Regions from separate parts of the Capra hircus genome. Here region 2 is linked to region 1. The links are chromatin contacts, called in public Hi-C maps. All regions are on one chromosome and are shown on one strand. The core of a region is the stretch at or near the end of the contact, and the rest is flanking DNA. Distances in the headings are between cores, read along the strand shown. Region 1 holds the start of GNAI3 (guanine nucleotide-binding protein G(k) subunit alpha). Region 2 holds the start of LOC102185621 (glutathione S-transferase Mu 1).

What was found. A called contact is a pair of places that touch in the nucleus more often than the background predicts.
Region 2: a contact with region 1 is called in a Hi-C map of blood, with 5 times the contacts expected there. The contact joins the promoter of LOC102185621 here to the promoter of GNAI3 in region 1. A contact is called at or near these places in 2 of 5 Hi-C or Micro-C datasets (both in blood).

What each region holds. Positions count from the first base shown.
Region 1 is chr3:86,633,444-86,639,909 of ARS1.2, reverse strand. GNAI3 (guanine nucleotide-binding protein G(k) subunit alpha) reads right to left here and starts at 3,675. Exons shown (of 9, transcript XM_018045872.1): 1 at 3,404-3,675. The coding sequence starts at 3,521. It overlaps GPR61 (probable G-protein coupled receptor 61), which reads right to left. Exons shown (of 3, transcript XM_018045869.1): 3 at 6,335-6,466.
Region 2 is chr3:86,767,456-86,773,921 of ARS1.2, reverse strand. LOC102185621 (glutathione S-transferase Mu 1) reads right to left here and starts at 3,273. Exons shown (of 9, transcript XM_018045877.1): 1 at 3,153-3,273; 2 at 2,784-2,859; 3 at 2,284-2,348; 4 at 1,901-1,982; 5 at 1,701-1,801; 6 at 489-584; 7 at 291-401. The coding sequence starts at 3,188.

The sequences.
Region 1 (6,466 bases), core at 2,426-4,925:
CTGGAGAATCCCATGGTTGGAGGAGACTGGTGGGCTACAGTCCACAGGGTTGCAAAGAGTCAGACACGACTGAGCGACTTTACTAACTAATTAACTACTACTCTGCATGCAACTTAATTTTTGCCCTGCCACTACCAGCAAAATCCTAAAGAAGAAGGCACTAACCTCATTTTGATAACAATGCTTTCTCAAGGTCTGCTAAGGGGAACTATCAAGAAATGGATCGAGACAGCACCGGAGTAGATCATTCAATAACTCACAAAACTAAAAGATAATGTTTAATTCCTTTTACCACAAAAGAGTTGTATTAAAATTCTTTGAAGGTCTCTGAAAAGGGTTCATTAATATTTGAAAAATAATCAAATATCTGTCTGAAACACTCTTGAAAAAAGCAACTAAAATGACGTTTTCCAATCGTTGTAACAGAAGTCACCGTTTAGTTAGTATTTATTTGCTAAACAGTTTACATATATTATCTCATTTGAGCTTTAGAAATAAGTATCACATCCCCACTTTATATATGAAAGTAAGACTCCTAGGGTTAAGTTACATGCTCTGGGTCTCACAGCTAGTAAATGGAGGTGGGAATTGAATTCAGTTTTATGTGACTCCAAAAGCAGTGCTCATATCCATTATACCAGTGATTCCCAACTTTGGTCACATCATGCTGCATGCTTAAAATTATAATACTTGTATAGACTGCCAAATAAACTGGAGGGACCTGATGAAAATAACGTACTTTCTTTTATATTATAAAATTATGACATGAAAAAGTATAAAACGTTATAGATGATATTAAACACTAATTGGTATAAATCTTCCAAATCAAATATTTTCAATTGCCAAACTCAGAAAGTGTACTGGTGGAATCATACCAAAAATGTTCAAATATCATTCTAACTGCTATGAAATTTGAAAAGTTAGTTACAAAATGATTTAAAATCATAAAAATGATTTAAAATTTCAAAACCATAAAACATTTGCCAACAGCACACTGCAAACCTTCCTATGCACTACCATCTGCTTAGGAAGCCCTGTATAACATAATTTTGTTTCTTTACAGAATATTATGATTAGACACTAGTATATCAAGAGCTTCTCAATAATACATCTAAAAGAAATTTAAACAAAAAGTAACAAAACAATTATAATACTGCATTCCTCCTGAATTTCTATAGTAACTTTAATTGGTAACATTCATTTTGTTAAAATAATAAGTGACTGCAACTTAGACCAAGTTTGATAGTTTTACAGAGAGGAAGTAAAAATGACTTGCATGTATATCAAAGGAGGTATTCAACAGCAAAATTATTTGTTTACTGTGATGAGTGCATTTTGTTTATAGAAATAGCAAAGAAGATAACTTTAATTTCATATATGTGTTATGTCATGACTCAAGCAAATGCATCTCTCTCTGCAACCTGCTTGAATCTGTTCATTTAACTTGCTCAAGATTAAAAAAAACTTACTTAAAACAATGAAATTGATTAAAAAGGAAAAGCAAATGTTGTAGTACCTTGATTTTTACCTACTGCTTTTGAAATTTCCTAAGTGATCATGTGTTTAATTTTGTTTTTAATTAAATGCACTATTTATAAAGTCCTGTATTACAACAACCTAATATCCTGAGAGGATCTCTGATTATGAATGTAAACCAAAATAACCATAGAAGATAAAAACACACCTTTACTTTCATAACCAACTGATCGATAGAAACAATGCTAATGCCTTGAGTACTATAGTTTATATCAAACACCTGAAAGGTCCCAAGGAGCTATGTCCAACAGTAGCTGACACACGCTGGTTAACAGTTTATATTTAAGCATCTACTACGTACCAGGGACCATGCTCATTCACAAATGATACCCGTTATATGGAAGAGTAGCAGTTTGGAACTTCAAATTTTTTTTTCATACATTCTGTAAGAGTAAGTATTCAAACTGAAGGCTCAAACTCCAGTGCATAACTTCCTCCCTTTATTCAAAAAGCTGTTACCAAGGCTTCTGCAATCAACAGACTGTCAAACACGTTACCATGAAAAGACTAGCAGGAGCACCCTGAATGCAGAATAAACCCTGGGTTACGGTGGTGCGTTCTGTCCTCTGGAGCTTCACACCATAAAAATTAGGCACTTCTCCTAAAGCAACTTCTTTTTCCCCAAAATCAACTGTTTTAAAGAGCAAAGTTCTACTGCTTACAGAAACCATTACTTCCATTTATTCTTCCCTAACAGATCCCTAGAAAATACTAACAGTGAAGAAAAAATGTGGCCTGATTTATTGGTAAGCTGACATCAGGGTATTTTATATGATTCACTGAGCTTCTAGAAAACAATTTCTCAAAAATTCTAAAACCAACCAGGCTGAGTAAAATGCATCTGACTGTACATAGAAACAACCTAAAACGAATGTCAAGTAAAATAAATTCCTGAAGCCAGTACTTTTCGTTTGAAGAAACAAACAAAAAACCCCAGCTCAACAGAAGTCTGTCACAATCACATCTTTTACAGTAAGTCAAATTCCATAATTTATCCTAAGATAACTGCATTCCCACTGCACACCATCCCTAGCAAATATTCATCAACTCTCACTGTGTAATCTATTGTCATCATCACATCCTATGCCACAAACCTCAAACAAGACAGGCTTTAAATATCCTCAGCTCACACCAGCTCTTATAAAAACAGTGGAAGGAGTTATAAAAAAAACCTTAAGAAAATAAAAATAATAGGAAATAGTGGATAAATACACACAGCCTCTACACTCAAACTCTTTCCCTTTACACCTGAGAACTTTTCAGTTATTTCAACCATACACCTTTATGTTCCTGGATGACCCAGGGTTCCTCCACCTCAGCGAGAGCTCAAAATGTCCACTCTCTAATAAATGACAGGGTCCTACGTGACCACTCTGTTCAAGACCCCCTCTCTATTTATATTCATTATTCAAGCCCCCCCCCCAGCTCTAATGTCATAAAGTATCACCACGCTCCAAACTCACAATCCATTATACAAGCCCAACACACTCTCCCGTCCTCAACACCAACTCACTCTAACCCTTCCCTTGAAAAACCTTCTCTAACATCAGCTCTTCCTTTATGAGCTTGTCCCATATTCCTAATACAGTCTCAATGTCCTACTGGACCACATTTAGAAGCTCCTTCGCTAAACACAATCCCAGCATGGTGGCACACCCTCTTTCCAGCCTAATTCCTACAACCCCAAAACCCCACCCCCTCATCATGCCCTCCGGCACCAGCCACAACCCCACACCCCGCCCCACGTCCGTCACGCCCTCCAGATTCTTCGGGGTCCTCTCCTCCCGCCCGGCCCGACCCCCCATTAGGACTCTCAAGTGCCTGGGCCCTCTAAACCACCCCGCCAGCCCCGCCCCCAGCCCCTCACCGAGTAGCAACAGCTTCACTTCTTTGGCCGCTTTCTCCCCGTCCTCCCGCAAGTTGCGGTCGATCATCTTGCTTCGCTCCACCGCCGCCTTATCTTCGGCGCTCAACGTGCACCCCATGGCGGCGGCGAAAGAAGGGACCGGGCCGGGGCTCACTCAAAAACCGCGGAGACTGCGGCTTGGCAGGCGGAGACACAGTCTACTACTGGGCGGCGGCCCTCTCCGTCAGCTCCCAGGGCGCCCAGAGAAACCGGATATCCGGCGTTTTACGACACTTCCGGCAACGCCCGCGGCCGTTACTTCTTCGACCTCCTTAGCTGGGGTAAAGGAGGCGTAACCAAAAGCGGAAGTACGGGGGGAGAGAGAGACCAGGACGCCGAGCGTCGGTTCCGAGATGTAGGGCGGCCCTGTCGAGCTTACCGGGCGCCGCTCGACTTTAATCCCCTTTCACATTTTTGGCTGTCTTATTTGGATGAATATAGAGATACCAGGGACTGGTTTCTCCGGTTCAAGGCACCCTCCCGAGGTCGCACGGCCGATTGGGGTGGGGAATGGGAATTCCCAAGTAAAAGCCCGCAATCCGCACGGGAATTTCTGCTGGGAATTTTTCCACTGGCCAGAAAACCATTTTAATTCTGGCTGTGGAGATCTGAGACCAAGCGTAGGATAGTTTGTCTGTTGGCGTCGTCCCAGCCAGAGCTATGGGATGAGAATTACAGTCTGGGCCTCGACGCAGTCAGGCTCCACGTCTGGAATAAGTTAAGACCCACCATGCCTGGGACTTTGCAGTCCCTTTCTGCCCTCTCCTCTGGCTCACCTACTGGTACCCAGTGGGCTTGAGTTGCCCAGCTACTATGTCGGTAAAGGGTCTCTTGAAATCGGTAACAGATCTTACATAAGGTAAGAATGTGGTTTTTCCATGAAATTTCCATGCTGCCTTTCCCCCACACAAGCCAGATTTAGCCCTGACATATTGTCGTGCGTTAAGGACTTAGGACTTCTACCAAGATTAGTCAACCAAAGTTCACACCCTAAAACAAACCAGCGCATCCTGTGAATCTCTATTAAAATTTCCTGCTGTGGTAACACACAAAAAGAGAAGTCATAGTAAAATTTGTTTCTCAGCTATAGTATCACCTGGAAGTTGATAAATCCCCTATGAAAGCCCCACACTGATACTCTTTTTACTCATAATCCTGGATTTTGTGGTGAAAGTAGCCCTACGTTACCGTTACTTCCAAAGAGCCCCACAAAAACATTCACCGTACATTCTAGGGAGGGGAACTCTTGCAGCCTCCAAGACCTTTCCCTATGATTAAATATTATTTCCCCAATCGAACCTAGACCTTAGAATATAAGATCCCAACAGAAAGATATATACGGTGACTGATGATCATTAGAGGGATTTCTTGAAAACCACATTAAATAGCTTCATGCACCTTAATTTGTCAATGCCAGTTCTTCAAAGTTCCAAGCCTCCTACTCTTCCTAGTGACTGTTAGAATATCAGTACTTACGGGAAGAAAGGGCAAGAAGAAGGGAAGAAAAAACAATATTTATGGAGTACCTATTTGCCAGGTATGGCTAGGTACTTCGATGTGTCATCTCGTTTATTCTTCACAACAACCCTGTGATTGTGGGTTGTTGTCCACATTTTTACAGATAAACAAATAGGCTCAGAGAAATTAAGCATCTTTCCAAGTTCGCACAGTGAATAAGTAGATCTGACTCCAAATTCACTCCTTTTCTACCATGCCATTAGAAGATGTTACTTGGAAGTCCTGACAACAGCTTTTCATTTAGGATTGAGAGTTACTCCAACAACACTGGGGTGAGGGAAAAAATCACTTGAGAGCACAATTTTCTCAACCTGTTGATTTCTTCAGTGGATTTATAAGTCAAATTTTGCCTAGGAACTGCTTTCACAAGTTTAAGAATTACATATGGAACTTTACCAAGTGATCCTGGTGATTAGAATACTCCTGGAAGGTGGTCATGACAGAAATTGTTGGGAAAGTTCTCGGCAGAATAGAAGAGAAAATTTTATTTCCTTCATGATCAACTCAAGGAAAAATAAATGCAAATAAACCAGCATATGTCAAATTCTGTAATAAATGCCAGTGAGGTCACAGTGTCAAGAAATTTCAGCCTAAATTAGCAATATCCTTGCACTCAAGATTCTCTCCTTCTGAAGTATGGTGAAGGAAGAGTTGGAGGGCAAAGTCAAAGGAAAAGGCAAAATAAATTAACAAAATGGCTGCCAGGCAATGCTCCCCCTCCCCACCCACACGCCTCTTTCCTATTTCCACTAGACTCACACTGCCACCTGCTGGCAACGCTCAGTCTACTAGTTCATCAGTGATGTTTGGACGGTTTCCCCTGTCTAGAAATGCGATTCCTCATGAATTTATCTTAAAAGGGAGGAGAGAGTGGTGGAGAACATGCCTTCAATCGCAAAAGACTCTCTTCGACGTATAAATTATCTGAGGGAACTCCTCAGTGCAATAGGCCTTGCGCTAAAATAAGTCTAGCAGTAGGAAGACAGAAACCTGGAAAATTTCCTAGATCTGGAGAGAAAAAGCTGCCCTATTTCATTTAATAAATCATTTTCTTCAACTAGGGTTTCATCTGCAACCCCCACACTTTCCAGTCTGCAGGAAGCCTCCATGTAGACATCTTGCTGCAATGGGCTGAGCTCTCAAGTTAGAACCATGAACATATTTTTCAATATATTTCTCTAAAATTCTAAAATGCTTTACTATATGTGAATGCTCTGTCAAAATATAAAATAAGGTACCTGATCAAATTAAGACTGTGCACTCCTTGAAGGCAGTGACTATAAATCTGTGTGAGTCCCAGAGAGTGGGGTATTCAGCTATTATGTACTGGGTTGAACTGAAGGAGTCAATGTTGATATCAGCATAACTTTTTTATAATAAAAATTATTTATTAGCTGTTCGAAGGGGAAGCTATCCTACTCCCACCAACCCGACTTCCCCCTTGAAGCTCAATAAACCAGGAATTTGTTCAAATACAGATCACATCACCATCTGGTCCTGCCTTGA
Region 2 (6,466 bases), core at 2,024-4,523, 130 kb before region 1:
CTGACTGGGAGCCCAGCACAGCCTGCACTGGTTCTGTGACCATCAGAAATTACATATCCTTTTGGCTTATTCCTTGCCTTTTAGATGGAGGTGATACTTCTTTACCTTGTAGAAATAAGGCAAAGATCAAATCTGACACAATGTATGTAAAGCCCTGAGCAGAAAACCTATCATAAACCAAGTTCTCAATAAATGCTAGTTATACTTGGTTTTGTTCCAATTAGGAAAGCTGCAGGGAGACGAGTGTAGAGGAAAGAGATGTATTAATAGTAGGAGGATCAGGAGAATACCTCAAAACGAGAGATGAAGTCTTTCAGGTTTGGGAACGCATCCAGGCACTTGGGCTCAAATATGCGGTGAATGTCAAGAACGTCATAAACCAGGAAATCCACAAAGGTGAGCTGCAGAAAGACAAAGCATGAATGCTCACCATACTCTGAACCTCAGGAAAATGACAGCTCTCCCTCCCCTAAAGCCATCCCACTTACCTTGTCCCCTGCAAACCAAGGCCTCCTCCCCAGAAACTCTGAGTAGAGCTTCATCTTTCCAGGGATCTCCGTCAAGTATTGAGGCTTTAGTTTCTCCTGAGACACAAAACAGCCATCACTGCCCTCAGAAACAGACTCCCTGGCAGAACAGGCCTCCTGGGGCTGTGTCTGATCCCAGCTGCCAGGTGAGCAGCCATGTCCCCCAACTGAACCTGGTGCCCAGCTGCCCAGCTGCCATTCAACCCACCTGTGTTCATCAGACTCCTATGGGTACCACCTCCCATCTGTGAGAGGTGATGGGAAGGCAAAGGGCAAAACCACACTGTCCCTGACCCTGCCACCCACCAGTCAGCTCCAGACACCTGCCTGGGGTCAGACCAGCAATGCTGTGAGACTTGGTAGAGGTCAGGCCTCAAACCTCAGGCTGATCAACACTAAAATAACTAGGAAAGAAGTCCTTTGTTCCAGTGTGGGAGACAGAATGGTGTGAATGCGTGGACAGTTTCTGGACAGTTGGGAAGAATTGGAAGCTGAAAGGAAGGCAGGAAAGGAATAAAGTCTGGCCCTGGGCTGCCCACTGGACACATGTCCTGATCCCTGAGATGCCAAGGAGGAGGCACTGGTTGAACTCGTAAACACCTATCTAGGATCTGAATTTCTACCCTGGGAGGCTGGACTCTACCCTAAGACTGATGGTAACTGAGTCCAAGCTTGCATTTCATGCACTGGGAGTTCTAAGGGTCACTCTCGGAACTCTGTAGGGACTAGCTTGGTGAATCAGTAGATTTAAGGAGTTTAAATGGCAAAAGGACCAGTGTAGGTGGGACCCTGTCCAACTCAGTAGGCGTGGACTCACAGTCAGGACTTTAACAGATCCTGACCATGTGATATAGACCCAGCCCTGCCCACCAGGCACAATGGGTTTATGCCTGACATGCTGAAGAGGAGGCATTGGGCTAACAAGGTAAATATCCTGTCTAGGAACTGAATTTCCACCTTGGGGAGTCTAGATTCTATCCTTAGATTGGGGGGAACTGTGTCAGAGCTTCTATATGCTGAATTAGAGTTATGAGAATCACTCAGAGGACTCCATATAAACCAGCTCAGTAGCTCCAAGGAGATCAAATTACAAAATGATCTTTGTAGAAGGGATAAACTAAGCTAGTCTCCTTTTAAAGCACATCCATCCCAGATCAGCAGGAGGAGACTCACAAATTCCGGGTTGTAGCAGAGCATAATAAAGTCATTAACAGTGTCCGTAGCCTGGTTCTCCAATACATCCACGCGAATCTTCTCCTCCTCTGTCTCCCCACCTGTACCCACACAACAGAGACTCACCCTCAGTATCCCCTCCCAGCCCAGCCCAAGGCATGGCCACCTTTATCCCGGTCCCCAACCCCAGCCCCACTCACACATGTTGTGCTTGCGAGCAATGTAGCGAAGGATGGCCTTGCTCTGGGTGAGCCTGTGAGCTCCGTCAATTAAGTAGGGCAACTGGAAGAACAACAAAGCCAGGTCAGGTGGGCCACCAGGCTCCCCTGCATCTGCTCCCTTGAGCAAGGGCAGAAATGAAACCTGGCTTTCACAGAGCCTGTCCCATGGTGGGCACTAAATAACATGCTATAAAATGGAGGGATGAGCTGGGACACAGAGCATCATGGAAAGGCAGAAAACAGAACCAGGAAGCTGAGAGACAGAGCAGAAGGTACCTGTTCCTGAAACCTCTAAGCCAGGAAAGGAGATGGATAGAGACACTGTCTACTCCCCCTCCCAGCACCCCAGCCCCTGCACCTACATTGGGGAAGTCCAGGCCCAGCTTGAATTTTTCATTCAGCCACTGGCTTCTGTCATAGTCAGGAGCTGAGAAAAAGAAGATGCACTGAAACAACCTCCCACAAATCCAACCCTCCTTCCCAGAGGACCTACCAAGGAGTCAGGGGCAAGACCCCCCCGCCCCTGAACTGGTGGATCTGAAATCTGAACCACTAATCTCACATGGAGCTTTGAGGGAAAAAACAAACAGGAATTTCCTGAAACTACATGAGTAATCCTTACAAAGGATTTAGGTAAGCACTAAGGGGAGCCTGTGCCAATGGCTGATACAGGACCCAGCTGTGGGCTCTCATATCCTTCCTTGGAGGCCAGCTGCACCCTAAAGCGCTGGGGAAGGGGCAGGTCCCTGCTCCAGCTGGTGGAAGGCGTTAGACATGAACAACAGGGGTCAGGACATGGGATGCTTGGCACCAAACCAGCATGAGTTGAGCAGAAGTCAGGCCATGACAAGGATGCCATTACCGTCCCCCATCGTGTACTTCTTTTCCTCATAGTTTGAGTCTGTGTACTCCAGGAGCAGGCGGATGGAGTGGGCTAGCTGAGAAAGATGCCAGGACACAGGGCAGACGTCAGGTCTTGACTGCAAAACTTTCACCGTTCCAGTCACTCCCATACTCCCAGCCCTCTCCCCCATCCACCCACTTCTGAGCACACACACACACACACACACACACACACACACACACAGCACGCACACCCCTTGGAAGGAGGCGGCGGTGCGAAGGGGCTAGGCTGCAGCGAGCAGAAAACATTTCTGGCTTACTGGTCCCCAACTGCGCAGCATATCCCCGCCCGCCTCCATCCCACCCGCCCTAGCGGACCCCCGCTCACCCCGCGGAGGTCCCAGTAACCCAGGGTCATCGCCATAGTCAGCGTCTGTGGATCGGGTTTCTAGCTCTGCACCGTTGATTTGGATGTTTATCCGATGCCTGGGTGTGGCCTGAGTGAGGCCACGCCCCATCTCGTCTCTTTGTCCCGCTCCCAATTATTGCCCAATCTCCGAAGCTTCCTGGCACTAGGGGCACCCGGGACTCTTCAACGAGGCATCTGCGCCCCGGGCAGTCGAAGTAGTCCATTTCCCCCTCCAGCCTCAAAACTCGGGAGCCGAGCTCTGGGCACCAGGACGCTGAGGGCAGCCTGGTTCCCGTCGGCAGTCCGATTTCAGCTAAATCGGGGAAGTTGGTAGTGCTCTCGGGAAACAAGCCTGAATCCTAACGACAGCACGAATCTTCCACCTCCCCTGCCCTCCCACGATCATTGAGACTTGCTCCTGGGTTACCGAGTTCCCTTGGGCTCTGGGAAGCTCTTAACTGCCAAGTTAAGTCTAAGAGTGGGTGCTCCTCAAATCGAAACTCTAAATGAGCCGCTGGCACAGGAAGATCAGTACTCCAAGTAATCCTCACGCTCCCCCGACTCTTTACAATCCCTGACGGCAGCATATCTTCTAGAACAGACTATTAATGGGATACAAGAAACACCCACAAGGTGCAGGAAGAAGTTTGTCAGTGCTTTCTTTTCAGGGACTAGAGGGGACTCATCCCTTCAGTCGTGTAGCTAAGAGTGATAATAATCAAATGTAAATTAATCAAGTAGATTTATGGCCTAAACAATGAATCCAAATACAGAAGCAGGTCCAGCAAAGAAGATATCCAGGTACAACTCCAGAAATAACCCCACAACCAGCTAGATGTACTTCATTTTGACTGGGTCAGTGACCTGGACTGTGGTAGTCACAGAGGGCTCTGAATGAAGCAGGGAGAGCTGTTTTTTGAGCAGCTAGGAGCCTCTCCTGCTGCGAGGGGGACTGGTAGGGGTGGCCAGCAAGGAGCCTGGAGGACACCACGCAGGATTGCAGTCAGAGTGGGTCCGGCACAGCCTGGCTGTCCATGTCCACAGATTCCTGCCCTGATCTTGACCCAGGTGTGGTTTTGTGTAGGAGAGGGTGGCTCAGGTGTCCTTTCATGTCACTCTGTGATACAGCCTCCTCAAAAACAATGTCCCACCTGCCAACTCTCCTCTTTGAAGATTGAAGTCTATTTCAAAATTACGAGAAGACAAGGTTGGCCTGTATTTCCTTTTCCCTTGTTTAAAGTACACTACAAAGTAATGGATACACAAAAAGAGACGATAAGACCTTTTGAAAACAAATCGATTTCAGAAGTTAAAAGGCAAGCTTGGAACTCTACAGGAAAGTCAGTTTAAAATTAGCTAACACTTTTTAAGGATAGAAAGGTCCCAGTATTGAATAAAGGTTTCAGACCACCAAGATAAAGTATGGAGTGGGGGTTTGAAGAAGACAGACTTTCTCTAATCCATGTTAAATCACAGACTCAGAGTCTACACATCTCTGCTAAGCTAGGGAGCAGGGAAAATGTTATCAGCAGAGACCAGCAGAGCTCAGTCCCTCTGTGGATGCCCCTAGCCATTCCCACCCTGCCAGTCCTCAGAGCTCAGCTAGGGGTCCAGACTCAGGAGGCAGATAGGGAAAGGCAGATTCCCTCGTCGTTTTGCCCAAAGGGAGGCGATAGTGGCTCTGGCCACACAAAAGTGCTGCCTCTCTTAATAGTTATATTTTTCATATTATAAAGGGGTTGTCATTCTGAGTTTTACACATCTTGAGCTTGGAAAAGACACATGACCGGATTCCACTGAGAATATGACTTTCTTAAAAACACTAAACAGAATAATAACGGTTAAAATATGTAGATCAGATATTGTTATGCTAGTGTTCAGTCAGTCAGTCATTTATTTACAAAAATCATTGAAATTCTGTCATAGAGCAGCACTAAGAAAAAGAAAATTCTGGGTACTAAAGGCTGGAACTCAGCTAGGAAATACAAGGAGAGATTTTAAAATATAGAAGAGATTTTTAAGTGTTCAAAATCTCTGAGGAGCACTGAGAGGGAGGGAGGTTGAAGGCAGGAGAAAGAGGCCGTGCCTGCTGGGACAAGGAACTGGGGACACAGGGATGGGCCGCAGCACAGGCAGCCCATCAGGAGGAAGACGTCAGTCCTGCAGGAGGAGGAGGGGGCTGGCGGAACAGGCTCTCAGCCTCAGCCCCCAGGCCCAGGGGTCCCACCGGTGGGGGCAGTGGGTGTGTGGAAGGCAGCAGGGGCAGGGGGACTCTGGCAGAGGGAAAACTGGAGAGAGGGCAGAAGGGCCTGATGCAACCAGTGGTTGCCTCACTGAAATTCAGTGTTAAAGCGGCCACATCTTCTGGATTTACATGTGCTCTCGCTTGACTGTAAGTATTGACAGGTTCTAATATTTTAGAGAACATTGCGCAGGACATCAGAACACATAGTGTCCAGTATCCAGTCAAGAATCCTGCCTCTGATCTGACTCTGCTCTGCACTCCATCCTTCCAGCTCTACTGCTGACATTCTGAACTCCCAGAGTAAATTTCAAATTCTATGTAAAACAGCCTCAGAACACAAACCAACACGTTAAATACCAACAGTAGTATTAAATTGTGTCCTACTTGATAGTAATTTTTTAAAGTTTTTAAAGATTATCTGGATAAACTTTTGTAATCCAGGATATAAAGGATATTTTTTAATCTGAATAGAAAATAAAAACCATAATTTGTAAGATTTATAGTTATAAATCTTAAACTTAATTATAGTTATAAACTATAATTTATAGTTTAAGATGGGCACTTTACAGGTGGTGCAGTGGTAAAGAATCCGCCTGCCACTCCAGCATTCTTGCTTGGAAAATTCCGTGGACAGAGGAGACTGGTGGGCTACAGTCCATGGGGTCACAAAGAGTCAGATGTCATAGTTTTCAGAACAAATAAATATAAGCAAGGCTTCAAGAATTTAAGCAGGAATTAAATTTAAAACAAATAACATGTGGAATTACATTTCTTTGTGTTTCTGTCCTGTCATGTTTTGTGTTTCTGGGAACATTTTAATTTTATCTAGATTATCCAGTTTGTTGGCATATGATTCCTTGTAGTACTCTGTTGCAATATTTTTATTTCTGTAGACTCAGTAGTCCTGTTCCACTTTCATTTCTGATTTTAGTAATTTGCATCTTCTCCCTTCTTTCTTAGTGTAGCTAAAGGTTTGTCAATTTTGTTAATTTCATAAATCTTTCAAAGGAATTTCTTTAAAATTTTCATTGATTTTCTCTATTTTTCT